Linked DNA regions of Mus musculus: all the other regions are linked to region 2. A link is a contact called in public Hi-C and HiChIP or PLAC-seq data. All regions are on one chromosome and are shown on one strand. The core of a region is the stretch at or near the end of the contact, and the rest is flanking DNA. Distances in the headings are between cores, read along the strand shown. Region 1 has its middle 140 kb from the start of Mir682. Region 2 holds the start of Ell2 (elongation factor for RNA polymerase II 2). Region 3 has its middle 180 kb from the start of Mir682.

Region 1 (4,120 bases), core at 476-2,975, 210 kb before region 2:
GTTTGGTTAATATGCTAGCTTTTGGGGGGGGTGGTGTTGTTTTGCTTTTAATGTCCTCTTTAGTGTTTTGTTTTGTTTTGTTTTCTGAAGAAAGAGAGAAAGAAGGTATGGGGTTAGTTGGCTGGGGAGGATTTGAAAGAAGGTAAGGAAAGAAAAAAACAGGACCAGAATATACTATATGAAAAAAGTATTTTCAATAAAAATATTTAAAATTTAAAACAAATAAAGGAAATATCATTGTTATAAGAAATAAAGAATTTTGACCAACAAGTGTTAACAGGTAACTAGAATTGAGAGTAGAATTCTCTACTGTGGGCCAGGTGTCTTGTCATGAAGGACTGGCAGTGAGAAGACAAATACTTTCAAGGTTTATTTACTACATGTCTCTCTCCCTCCCTCTCTCTCTCTCTCTCCCTCCCTCCCTCCCTCCCTTTCTCTCTCTCTCTCCCTCCCTCCCTTTCTCTCTCTCTCTCTCTCTCTCTCTCTCTCTCTCTCTCTCTCTCTCTCTCTCTCTCTCTCTCTCTGACATTGGTCATATATAACTGTGAACCATCCAAATTACAAATCCAAGATGTAGGTAAGATGGACCCAGCAGTGCAATAATGGCATGCTTGTTTTAGGTGCAACCAACCACCCTGTCTTTGTATTTGAGGCCTATTCTACAGGAGTGACCCCATGCTTGTTCATAAACCTGGTTAAAATACTATTTTTTAACTTGCATGGTGTCATAGTGCTTTACAAATATTTGTTTATACCCATAGACAAAAGTCTCTCAACCCTAATCAGAGAAACCTCTCTTTGCAGTGAATGATAGTAAATGCATAGATTCATGGCTGCTGAAGATGCTGAAAATAAGTGCCAGTTGAGAATTCTACCCTAAATAAGACATTTACATTACCCTCTCCAAGGCTCAAGGAACATTGCTAAACAAGGTATGGGATTTACATAACAGTTGGAAGATAAAGTGAAAGACTATGAAATGTCATCTTTTTAATGTAAAAGGTGACACAACTGTTGGAGTCATGAACTCTTAAATGTGACTATTTTCAATGGCCCTGCACAAGTCTAGAGCTGCCAACAATCAGTCATGGAAGGGGCAGGGCCTCATGGGGCTCTACCACTTATTGCTGAACTATTGGCTATTGATAGATTCTAGAGGAAGAAGTCATTTACTTTAGTTATATACTCAATGCTGAACCCACCAGAATCCAACACATATAGCTTCAAAACCATGGCCACACAGAGGGCACTGATTAAATTCAATGGGTCACAAAACTAAAAGACATGAATGTGAGAAAGTGACATATATGTAAGAAGAGGTTAAACAGGGGTAATAGAAAGTTGAAAGAATAGTTAATATCTATTATATATACATGTGAAATGGTCAGTGGACAAATTTAATTAATAATACATTCTTTAAGGCAAGTGAGATGCATTAGTTTGTAAAGGTGCTTGCTAACAAGCCTGAAAACCTGAGTCTGAGCTTAGTGACCTACATGGTAGAAGAAGAGAACTGACTTTTTAAAGTTATTCTGAGTGTGAGAGGCACACCTACACAGAGAGAGAGAGACAGAGACAGAGAGACAGAGAGAGACAGAGAGAGATGGAGACAGAGAGACAGAGACAGACATAGAAGAAACAAAGAATCGTTTTGGTGGGGGGAAATAGTCTTGGCATACATATGTAAATGTTCCTGTGGCTATATGTAAGATTCCTCAGGTTGCACAATCACAATTCAAATTCCATTTCTCACTGTTGATAACATTCCATTGTCTTTTCTCAGCCCAGGGAGAGGCTTTTGCTGAATTCCTTTCTCTACTTCACGAATCTGCCAAACAGGGTATTTAAAATTTTTGTTTTGTTTTTAAGACAAGGTTGCATTTAGTCAAGGCTGGATTTGAACTTCCTATGAAGCTGAGGATGGCTTCGAACTTCTGACTTTCTATCTTCCAATAGGCCTAGTCATTTCTAATTTATTCAGTGCTGGAGATTGAACACACAGCTTCATCCATAATAGGCAAGTACTATAGCAGCTGAGGTGCACCCCTGCCTTGGTCTTTAGTCTTTTACGTGAAATTTTATTAAACAAGGAAGACTCTGATTACAGGAAAGATATCTCAAAGTCAAAAAGTATAGAGGAACTTGGTCCTAGGCCTTGTCTGCTCTTCTAGGCCATTAAAAAAATAATAATTTACTCCCTCATTAAGTATGCACACAGCTCCACTTCACTCCTCCTATCTTCATAGGAGATAAAGAGATTTAAATCTTTTCTAGTGATGCTACATTTCTGAAGATGGGTGCTTTAATCTCCCTTGATTAAAAACAAAAACAACCAACAACACGAATGGCCTTTTAAGTGATGTCAAAAGACTGGCATACAGATTTAGACATAGCATAACAGGTTTTAAAGGAGATCTGATTATATCATCCTCTAACTTTTTACCAAAGGTACCCAAGTCATAACTATTATAATCAATACTGCTTAGAAAAAAAACTTCACAATATTTGAAATTGTGTAAATTTTTTCTGCCTAGTGAAGGTTTGCTCCATTTTCTGAAAGATGTCAGTTTGTCATCTGAGTCACTGTCACCAAAGTCACATTGTTCTTGTAAAAATAATGGAGAGAAGCAGACATCTGCAATGTTATTCTCAGCATAATTGTTTCCAAATGGACCTTGAAGTGATTCCCAGCTTTTCACGTTCCTCTGCCAGGGATGGTCACTTTAGTGTCAGAGTCTTACTACTGAACAATTTCTTCCCAATAAAAAGTGATTCGTGATAGTTCCTCACAGGATCATATCATCCTGAAAATTTGCTTCATCTCACTAAGAGCAGAGAAGGAATCAGGATTCTTTATGCTGTCTTACAGCTGACTTCCAGTGATATCTACATGTCCCTATTCACCTTTCCTACCGCCACATGTATGGAACAAAGCCATTTAAGTTTAGCATTCTCTGAATGTCTGTCTGTTTTATGAAGGTTTGGAAACTCAACAATAATATGACCAATCTCATATTCTCTGTATAATCTACTCAGTATGTGAATAAAAATGTGTAAACCACCTTAGAGGAGATATAAAATAAATGAATGCAGTATATCTGTATATGCAGCTATACCTTACTGTTATGACAAGTGTGTACCAAATACATATAATAAGTTAAAAACTGTAAGTGCTAGGACTAATAGAGAAACAAAGGATTAGTCCTTCAGAGAGTGTCTTAGTTAGGGTTTTATTGATGTGAACAGTCAGTATGACCAAGGCAAGTCTTATAAAAAACAACATTTAATTGGGGCTGACTTACAGGTTCAGAGGTTCAGCCCATTATCATCAAGATGGGAGCATGGCAGCATCCAGGCAGGCATGGCCCAGGCAGAGCTGAGAGTTCTTCATCCAAAGGTAGATGGAGACTAGTGGAAGACTCACTTCCAGTCAACTAGAGTGAGGGTCTTAAGCCCACACACACAGTGACACACCTATTCCAACCAGGTCATGCCTATCCAACAAGGCCACAACACCAAATGGTGCCACTCCCTGGTCCAAGAATATACAAACCATCCCAGACAGGTCAAAGGTCACTGAGTCATTATTTTATCATTCTGTTGCAACATAATCAGCATACTTGATCCAACTTGGGTCTCCTGTAAGCACTCCAAATGATTAAGTAAAAGATAATGAAAGATTGTACTAGTTTGTTTACATTACAGTAACAGTGTTTAAGGGGACTCACTGTATAAAGAGAAAAGACTCTTTTAGTTAACAGTTTAGAAGTTCAAATCCCAAGGCCAGGTGAGGATTCTATTTGTGTGGCATGTGGTAAGGGCAGAGGGTGTTGACACAGTGAGGGTGACAGCATTCACTGGGTCATGTGGTAACACCTTGAATAGGATCTGAAAACATACAACTGGGGTCAGGCCAGTTCTTTTTACAGCATTTCTCTTGAGAGAACTTCTAAAGGGGTCACAGAAGAAATGGAGGTTCCCAGACCCCCATGATCTTAGCACCTCTCACTCTATATAGCACAGTTCTCAATAGTGTCAATCTGGGACCAAGACTTTACTCACAGTGGCCTAATGGGGAGCATGCAAAAACACACTCAACCATAGAAATACAAACAGTGGT
Region 2 (4,263 bases), core at 1,353-3,852:
CTCCCAAAGGGTGACTTTCATCAGCCTCCTTCAAACTATTCTTATGGACAGCACAAACTGACCATCTGGCTTGTATCAGCATAATCAATCAAAATTTCTGTTGGGCAGTGCTACTCTGGCATGTATGAAGATTGTTTCCATGCCCAGTTGAGAAGCTCAAAAGGGAAAAATAATGCAAATAAACATTAATTTGCTACACCATCATATTAGCCATTAATAAAGATTTGATTCCCAATAAAATAAGGTGTGAGAAAATTTTACCTAAAATGAAGATAATAATCTTCTACTAGAAAAGGGGAAAGAAATAAGACGTTTCAAAACTCCCCCAGCCTTTGGCTGTCATCAGAATTCTTAGTAAGAGGAGACTAAGTTAGGATGTCCTGTGGGTGGGGATTTACCCACCCTCACCGGAAAAGCAGTGGGATACAGGCTTAACTTGTTCGAGCAAACCCCCCCATTTCCATCTTCACTCCGCCCCCAAATAACTAAGGCGTTAGATATGTGTTAAGTTCTTCCCTAGAGAAGGAAAGAAAACAAGAAAGGTTCACACAGAAGTGTTCTCCAGACTATATTTCATTTAGATATTTGAGTCAGGTATATTTCATGTTTTATGAAACATGAAGCTTTTATTTTGCCCTGTAAAAGTACATTTCTTAATTCACCCCCTTGTTATTGCCTTAATTTCCTTATTCAATGAATTTAAGTGAACTGGCACTATACGAACACTAAAGTAATAGGTGGAAACCATGGGTTAACAGAACTCATACCAGTGGGCTGAAATCAGGACAAGCTACAAAGTGATCTGATGAAACTAGACTTGATACTCAGACTTTTATTTAATAACCACACTACAGAAAGAATTCCTTCTGAGACTTTCATAGCAAGCATTCATAGAATGCTTGAGGGTCTGGAAAAGGGGGGATTTACTAAGGTGTGGGGTGAATATAGAATTAAAGGCAATTATAGCCCAAATTGTATTTAAAAGCTAGAAAAATACCATGTAAATATCTATAAAAAAAAAAAAAATCCAGAAAGACGATGGTAGGGCTTTACAATAATGAATGTCTCGATTTTTAAAACAAAAAGGGATATCTTCTTTTTTTTTTTTTTTTTTGGTTTTTCGAGACAGGGTTTCTCTGTATAGCTCTGGCTGTCCTGGAACTCACTTTGTAGACTAGGCTGGCCTTGAACTCAGAAATCTGCCTGCCTCTGCCTCCCGAGTGCTGGGATTAAAGGCATGTGCCACCACGCCCGGCCAAAAAGGGATATTTGTACAGAGTGCCTATCCCTGCTTTTAAATCTTTCACTTGTTTGTTTGTTTGTTTAGTTTTTGCTCTTGTTTTCTGAGACAGGGCTTGGTTTGAAGCCCAGGCGGGCCTAGAACCTACCTTCCACAGTCAATCTCCCAGCCTCAACTTGGCAATTGTTTGCTTTTTGTCTTGTGTTTCTGATCAGCCAATTAATTGACCTTCTCAGGGGAAACCTATCTAGTCTATCCGCACACAGCTTAAAGAGGATTGCTGTAGGCACCCTCCTTTAGCCATGCCCACACACAGTGTAAACTGAAGTGGAAACTAAGCCAAGCCTCCTTACACTTTGGCCTCTACCTCCTCCATTTAAACTCAGTAAGACCTCCTAGCCTAAATAAAACCAATGAAAGACACAGATCTCAAAGAAGACTCAGAGAATGGGTGGTATCATTGTTTCTTTTTACCTACCTCAAGGTCAGTTATACTCTTCAAGGGCCTTTGAAAGAAGAAACCCCGAACAGTATGGTTTCCCCATGACCCATAAAAAGGCATAACCCTGATCATATGATGAGCTCCAGTGCATATTCTATTCCTTTGAAGTCACATACATGTATGAGTTGATTTTGAAAGACTCTAAGGTCCAACTCTATTTATTGTATCATGACCACCACTCAAAACACATTTAATGCACTGGTATAATTTTGTGCTTAAGTTTTCCACACAGTCTCACACAACTACTGAAGACTACAGCTGACTTGGTAATTTCAAGTCTGGAATTAAAAATAAACAAACAAACAAACAAACAAACAAATAAATAAACCTTTGTGCCACCCCAGTACTGAACTTCCTTTTAAGGAAAAGCTCTCTTGAGACAGCCTACGGTGTCTGCACCACAGAGCATATCAAGACCCAAAGCTTGTGCAGCTGTCAGGAAACAAAATCCGTACTTGGTCATCTGTCCTGCCTTCACCCCTACCGAATGGGGATCTTCACTTCGTACCGCAAGAACAGGTTGACCTATGTGTTCGGTCCACTATTACCTCTCAAGGGGCGGGGCTCCGACTTAGGCTCACTTGGTAACCTTGACACCCAATTAGCAGGGTTCTGCCCCAAATCGGTCCAGCCAATCGCCGCAGGAGAGCCAAGACGAGACATGACGTCAGATAAGATTAACTCGACGCGTCACCCCGACGTCAACCTCTCCTCTGTCGGACGTCCCGTCCTGAGAGCAAAACTCCTGCGACTTTGGGCCCCGCCCCCTTGAGGTGAAGAGCAGCCAATGAGGGAGGCTCTGTGGGGATTCAGACCAATGAACAGAGTCCAGGGCGGGGTGCGGGCTCGAGGGTGGGGCGGCCCGCAGCTGTGGAAGCCCGAGGTCTAGCTGCGCGCAGTATATGACAGTACGTCAGCAGCGGGATGGCCGTAGCTGTGGCGGCGGCTGCAGGAGCCCGAGCAGCCGCGGCCGCAGTGGAGGCTGGAGCCCGAGCGGCGTCCGCGGTGGCACCCCGGGGAGTTTAAGATGGCGGCGGGGGGGGCTGCGGGACTGCGGGAGGAGCAGCGGTACGGGCTGGCGTGCGGGCGGCTGGGGCAGGACAACATCACCGTGCTGCATGTGAAGCTCACCGAGACGGCGATCCGGGCGCTGGAGACTTACCAGAGCCACAAGGTGAGCGGCCGGCCGGGCAGCGCTCGGGGAGGCGGCGGCCACTGATCTTTCTGCCGGGCGCCTGGCGCCGCGCCGGTGGGGCGCTGGCTCCCGCTGCTGCCTCCGCACCCGCCGAAGGGAACGAGGCCAGCCGCGGGCGCCGACGCCGCGGTCCGGGGCCTCTGGATCGAGGGCGCGGGCGGGCGGCCCCTTGTGGCGGGGTCGGCCTGGCCGGGGCTGCGCGGCCGCTGCGGGACTTTCCGACAGCCGCCCGCGGGGTTTCTGGCTTGTTTGGTCCGGAGGAGGAACCGGGTCCTTTGGGAGAGAAGTGTGGCGATCGCCTTACCCTCGGAGGGGGCGCACGGAGCTACCAGTAAAGAAGCGAGGGTCGGAGGCCGCGAGCGGTCAGAGTTTTCTGGGAAACGCGGAGGGATGGCTGAGTCGCTGAGCGAGGGGCAGCGGCACTCCGTGGGGGTGAAGACATAACTAGTACTCTCAGGGACTCGGAGACACTGGCACCCCTATTGCAGGCGAGAGTGTACATGGTGTACTCGGGAAGGCCGGGACACTGGCGCTGCGAGGAGGGGGAGGGGGACACACCTTGCACTCTCGGGGACTCGGGGACTCCAGCTCTGTGGGTTGGGTTCCCGGAGACACACCGCATACCGAGTGGCCGCAAACCGACACCTCATCTCCGGGAGAGACACCAGAAGACTCAAAATCAACTAGAGCCTGAAACAAGACGGCCGGGTCTGGGGAAAGGAATTCTCAGAAGCTCCGCGTAGCCGAAAGGCGCTCCGCGTCCTGTGCTGGCTCGCTGTCTGTTGGCGAGGAGCGAGCCCGAAGGTTGTGGGGAGACAGACGGCTGACTGGATGAGATTCTGCTCTTTTCCTGGGCCCCAGAGAGAGAAACCTGTGGTCTCCGCCTCATCCCATACTCTGAGCGCTTGACTCCACTAGAGGAAGAGGCTCCAAGGCACATACCCTGTAGCTGGAGTCCAAACCCAGGAACTTTCGCACAGAAAGGCACCGTAATGACAATTTAACCAGATGGGGGTATAAGGAAGCCGATTATGGGCATGTAAAAGGGGGTGGGGGAGTAGGGAGACGAAAGTGGACATGTTGTCGAAGGGAAAGACTATACCATATGGAAGAGCCAGGGGCATTTTGTTCAGAGAAAAGAAACAAACAGCTACACCCCACAGGATTTTCTAACAAGAAGTTCAGTGCCTACTAAAGAATATATTCCAATATGTCTCATAAAACAGGCACAGAGGGACTCGGACCTCACATACTTAGATAAAAGTGGAAAAAGAACTAACATCTGTTGAGCTCCTACTAGTGCCAGGCACTTTAAATGCATACAGA
Region 3 (4,111 bases), core at 21-2,520, 250 kb before region 2:
GTAAGAGCCAGAGGAACAGGGCGATTACTGTGAGACTGTCTCATAGCAATATCAGAAAAGCTCTACCGATGAGTCTCACCACCATGGCCTAATGAGATGCCTAAACAAGATCTGAACAATGACAACAACAGACATGTACACAACAGAGAGGAGGTGGAAACCTCACGGATATCAGGTGCTTCTTAACTGTAGTCAGCATGCTAGACTACACTGTCAATCCATGGCAGTGGCAGAGTGTTATCTGGGGCCAGCAGGAGCCGAATGAAGAAGGCAGGAGCTCTTTTGTTCCTTATGGCCTTTAGATTTTACCTTTTATCACAGCTTCTTTTTCCCCTCTAATATTGATCAGTTAAATACAATTTGTTTATAAAACATAGTATGTAATCCTATGTCCTAGACAAAGAAAATATCCTTGGATAATGGCAATTGAATATATATTGACTGCTATTCATATACCTCCTCATAAGCTTTATACATGCTGTTCCCTCTGCCTGGAAGGGAAGCAACTTTCAGAAAGTACTCAGCACACCTACTTCTTACTAATTCAATCCATTGAATGTCATTTCTTGAGAGGTTGATGCTGTTAGCATGTCTAAGGAGGCTTCCCTGTCCTTTAAGAACATTGCTGTAGAATTCTGTTCATGTCTACCTAGTAAAGAATGAGAGTCAGTGTGATTCAGACAGAAAGTAATTTATCTCCTCCTATCTCTACCAAGTTGAATCTGCTGCCTTCCTGTGTGGCTCCTGTCTCTAGATAAGTCCCCCACTAGCCACCTCCTCAGCTGATCCAGGCGCTTCCAAGTCCTTCCAAGTCCAAGAAGAGTTAGTCTTCTTGCTCAGGTGAGTTGAGTATCTACACTCCAAACCTAAGCTAACCTACAATTTCTCTCCCTCCGTGTTCAGGTCCTGTTCATGCCTAGGAGCTGGTTGGGAAGGCAGCTTCGTCAGCTTTCTCTCGTTCCACTTGGGTTCGGAAATAGGGGTGTGTTGGGAGGCAAAGAAGGAAGATAAGTCTGACTTGTCAGATAAGGCTTTGATGTGGGCTGTGTGCCTCTGCACCTGGGTGACAGCCAGGCCTCCTTGGCCTGTTCTTCCTGGAGTTTTAGAAACACCGCTCCCATTGTGGCAAATATCTTTCCCAGAATTACCTTATTGAGCCAGGATCCTTCTTCTTGGCCCAGGAAAGTTTCCTGCCTTCCTGCTCATTCTGAGGGCACACCTCTTATCAGATTCACCTCACTCTTCCACACATTTCTCCCTGGGGACATGCTTTCAACTGGCCTAGTCAGTCCCTTCATCACCAGATATCACTTTGAAAGCACTGCACATTCTCAGTGCTCTCAGTGTGGCAACTCTCCAAGCCTTACCTGCACCCTGGATGTCCCTGACTCCATGAAACACAGGAGAATGTATTCTCAGAATGCATGCAGAGGCCTTCCACTCTATTAAATGAGAAGGCACACAGACCCTCGATGTAGTGATGGAGACCACACAGCACCATGACAACTCTCAAGCAAGCTTTCCTACCTGAACTTGAAACTTCAAACACTGGGCCTTCTCTTCAATGCCCTGGGGTAAGATGATGGCTTACTACTTGTGGAACAGGTTTTGAGGTATCTTTTCTGCAGAGGTAGTCAGTTGGCACCTCAATTTCAAAAGCAAAGGAACTTGACACCTACTGCTTTGTTCTTTGGTGCCTCAGCCCAGAAACTGAGACCAAGATCCTGTTATTCTTGTTTGTGGTCAGTCACCCCTATTAAGGTGTAAATCCCTTGAGGCAGGGACCATGAATATTAGATTCACAGATGTATCAGCAGAGCCCAGCTGGAAGCCCTGCACTGGCTTCCAATAGGTGCTTTACAAAATGTTCTTGGATATATAATAAAATATAGAGATACCATCATTTAACTGGAGATTTTTTAAAGACAGGAGACTTTCATGTCTATCGGTACAATTTCTAATCTTATAAAAGATAACTTCTCTTCAAAGAAGCACCTGGAGGGCCTTAGTCTAAATCTTAGAGCTAAAGCTTTCATTTAACCTGCCCCCCACCCCAGTTGCCTGTGGCACATAAAGCAAATGCTTACATGAGAGTTAGCAGATTGGATTCTAGCTGGTGAGGCTAATGGCAATTCTTTGTCTCGACATGCAATGCCCATTCTGCTGACACACTCTTTTAGAGAGCTTTTGCAGGATGTGAAAGTGGCATCCAGACTCTTGACATTTAGCAAAAATTCTCGACCCCTGCAAAGAAAACGCTCCCAGTGAACCCTGACTCCAGGCTTTACCCTTATGCACCTCATTGAGCTCTCTCCACAAGGGAACAGGAAAAGAAGTGGGCAGGCATCACTGCAAATCAGGGAGGCTGATGCCACTTTCTTCATATTTGGCAAAAGAGTAGGAGGAGAAAATAAAAGCAAATTTCCCCAGATTCATCGCATGAGAAAACTGACCAAGTGCTCCAGGGTGAGGGTGGAGCACTTACTCAGCTCCAGGATGAGGGTGGAGCACTTACTCAGCACAATGGGCTAGACAACACTCCCATGTAAAAATGCTTCTGTGTACGACTGTGTACTGTGTACTGTAAGGTAGGAAGAAGTAGTTTAGAGTTCAGACCCCAGCCCTGGGAGGAATGGGAAGCAGGGTCAGAAATCCCTTTCCTTGCAAGTTTGTGCCTGTTCTCTGCAGTCAGCCCCATCATACACTTCTGCAAGAACTCAGCTGAGCTAACAGCAGAGAGAAAACTCCAGAAAAATCGCCACCTGTAACAAATGACAATTAAAAACACATCTTTAAAAGTTAATGAAAACAGAGGCCATGAATTTGAAAGAGCAAGAGGGGTCTATGGGAGGATTTAGAGGGAGGAAAGAGGAGAGGAGAAATGAAGTAATTTTATTATAATATAATTTTTTAAAATAGTAAAAGTTTTAGTTGGATAAGAAGGAAGGCCTTCCACATCAGAATATGTGTTTGGAAATTTTGCAATAGAAATTTGGCTCTTAGAGAATGTCTACTCTGGTGCCTAATGGCTGCATTGCCCACATTTCTCACATTAAGGTTCATAAGGGAATGGTATCAAGAACCAGGGTATAATGAGGCCCACAGCACTAGAGTGTATTTCTTCTGCTCTCCCATATTGCTTTTTTGTTTGTTTGTTTGTTTTGTTTTATCACCCAGTCTTCCATGTACTCTTGTTTCCTTTCCAATCAAGGGATGGGATTGTAGCTATACTTCAACATGGATCAAACAAGTCTGTTTTTCCAATAGTACATACTTTGTTGTTCCTGCCCAAACTAAACTAAGAGAATACTCCTGCTTAGAGAAAGCCAACTTTGGAGTGACATGAGGTGCTCTAGCATAAGTACTCACACAGAAATCCCTTTTCTGGTAACAACTAAATAATCCCCAAAGAAAATGCTATGAATATTCTCAGTATAAATAGGGGCAATATAACTATTACTCATTGAAGTACCTAGCTGTAGGGGCCGATTTTTGTCAATTTGACACAAGCTAGAGTTATCTAGGAAGAGAAATTTTAATTGAGAGAATGTATCCATGATATGTCCTGTAGGCAACTTTGTAGGATATTTTCTTGATTAATGACTGACATAAATGGGTGCCTATTGTGTTTTATAAAAAAGAAAGGGAGTGATATATTTGGTATGGTGCGGGGTGGGGGTGGGGGGAGATTCCTCTGCAGATTCATGCTGAGACATCAGCATGAGATACCAGCCACACAACAGATATAGTATGGAACAGAGTTTATTTAGGGCATGGGGAGGGGAGTTGAAGGGGTAGTAGAGAGAGAAAGAAAGAGAGGGGGAGGGGGAGGGCAGGGGGAGAGGGAGAAGGAGAAGAGGTGGAGGCCAGGCCTGAACACATGTGTGTGGGGGGGGCGGGGAATGGTGGCTAGAATGAGGAGAGAAGGTGAAGAGTTCAGCTCAGGAGCTTCAGAAAATTTCACTGGACCCCTCCCCTCCTGGAAGAGAAAGGTCATAGGCACCCCCTCCCCTCCAGAAGGGAGGGGCTAATTACATTCCTCACACCACAGGGAGGAGGCACTGACCACAGGATACCTGCTGGTAGGGGAGGCCCAGATCTCATAGACACA

What was found. Hi-C and Micro-C count contacts between places; a contact is called where the count stands out from the background. HiChIP or PLAC-seq counts read pairs in DNA pulled down with a chosen protein or histone mark.
Region 1: a contact with region 2 is called in an HNF4G HiChIP or PLAC-seq map of pancreatic cancer cells. The contact joins the enhancer-like site here to the promoter of Ell2 in region 2. A contact is called at or near these places in 6 of 39 promoter capture datasets (the 3T3-L1 cell line, 3T3-L1-derived adipocytes, embryonic stem cells and 1 more), 1 of 15 datasets of contacts at CTCF or cohesin (pro-B cells), 1 of 484 Hi-C or Micro-C datasets (adipose-derived mesenchymal stem cells) and 3 of 115 datasets of contacts at active chromatin or transcription factors (the 230-238 cell line, pancreatic cancer cells and stem cell-derived neural progenitor cells).
Region 3: a contact with region 2 is called in a Hi-C map of epidermal suprabasal cells, with 4 times the contacts expected there. The contact joins the enhancer-like site here to the promoter of Ell2 in region 2. A contact is called at or near these places in 9 of 39 promoter capture datasets (the 3T3-L1 cell line, the C10 cell line, embryonic stem cells and 2 more), 2 of 15 datasets of contacts at CTCF or cohesin (large pre-B cells and pro-B cells), 2 of 484 Hi-C or Micro-C datasets (the G1E-ER4 cell line and epidermal suprabasal cells) and 9 of 115 datasets of contacts at active chromatin or transcription factors (bone marrow-derived dendritic cells, embryonic limb bud, embryonic stem cells and 4 more).

What each region holds. Positions count from the first base shown.
Region 1 is chr13:75,500,001-75,504,120 of GRCm38.p6, forward strand. No RefSeq gene overlaps it. Among named protein-coding and RNA genes, the nearest start is that of Mir682, 140 kb to the right of the region's middle. Within about 2 kb of position 1,726, at least 5 of the 459 cell types and tissues checked have an H3K27ac peak or open chromatin away from gene starts, as enhancers often do. A contact at or near this core is called in pancreatic cancer cells, where this site is marked.
Region 2 is chr13:75,704,882-75,709,144 of GRCm38.p6, forward strand. Ell2 (elongation factor for RNA polymerase II 2) reads left to right here and starts at 2,603. Exons shown (of 12, transcript NM_138953.2): 1 at 2,603-2,916. The coding sequence starts at 2,770. 1700037F03Rik (a long non-coding RNA gene) reads right to left here and starts at 2,276. Exons shown (of 3, transcript XR_873683.1): 1 at 2,198-2,276.
Region 3 is chr13:75,458,936-75,463,046 of GRCm38.p6, forward strand. No RefSeq gene overlaps it. Among named protein-coding and RNA genes, the nearest start is that of Mir682, 180 kb to the right of the region's middle. Within about 2 kb of position 1,271, at least 20 of the 459 cell types and tissues checked have an H3K27ac peak or open chromatin away from gene starts, as enhancers often do. A contact at or near this core is called in the G1E-ER4 cell line, epiblast stem cells and epidermal suprabasal cells, where this site is marked.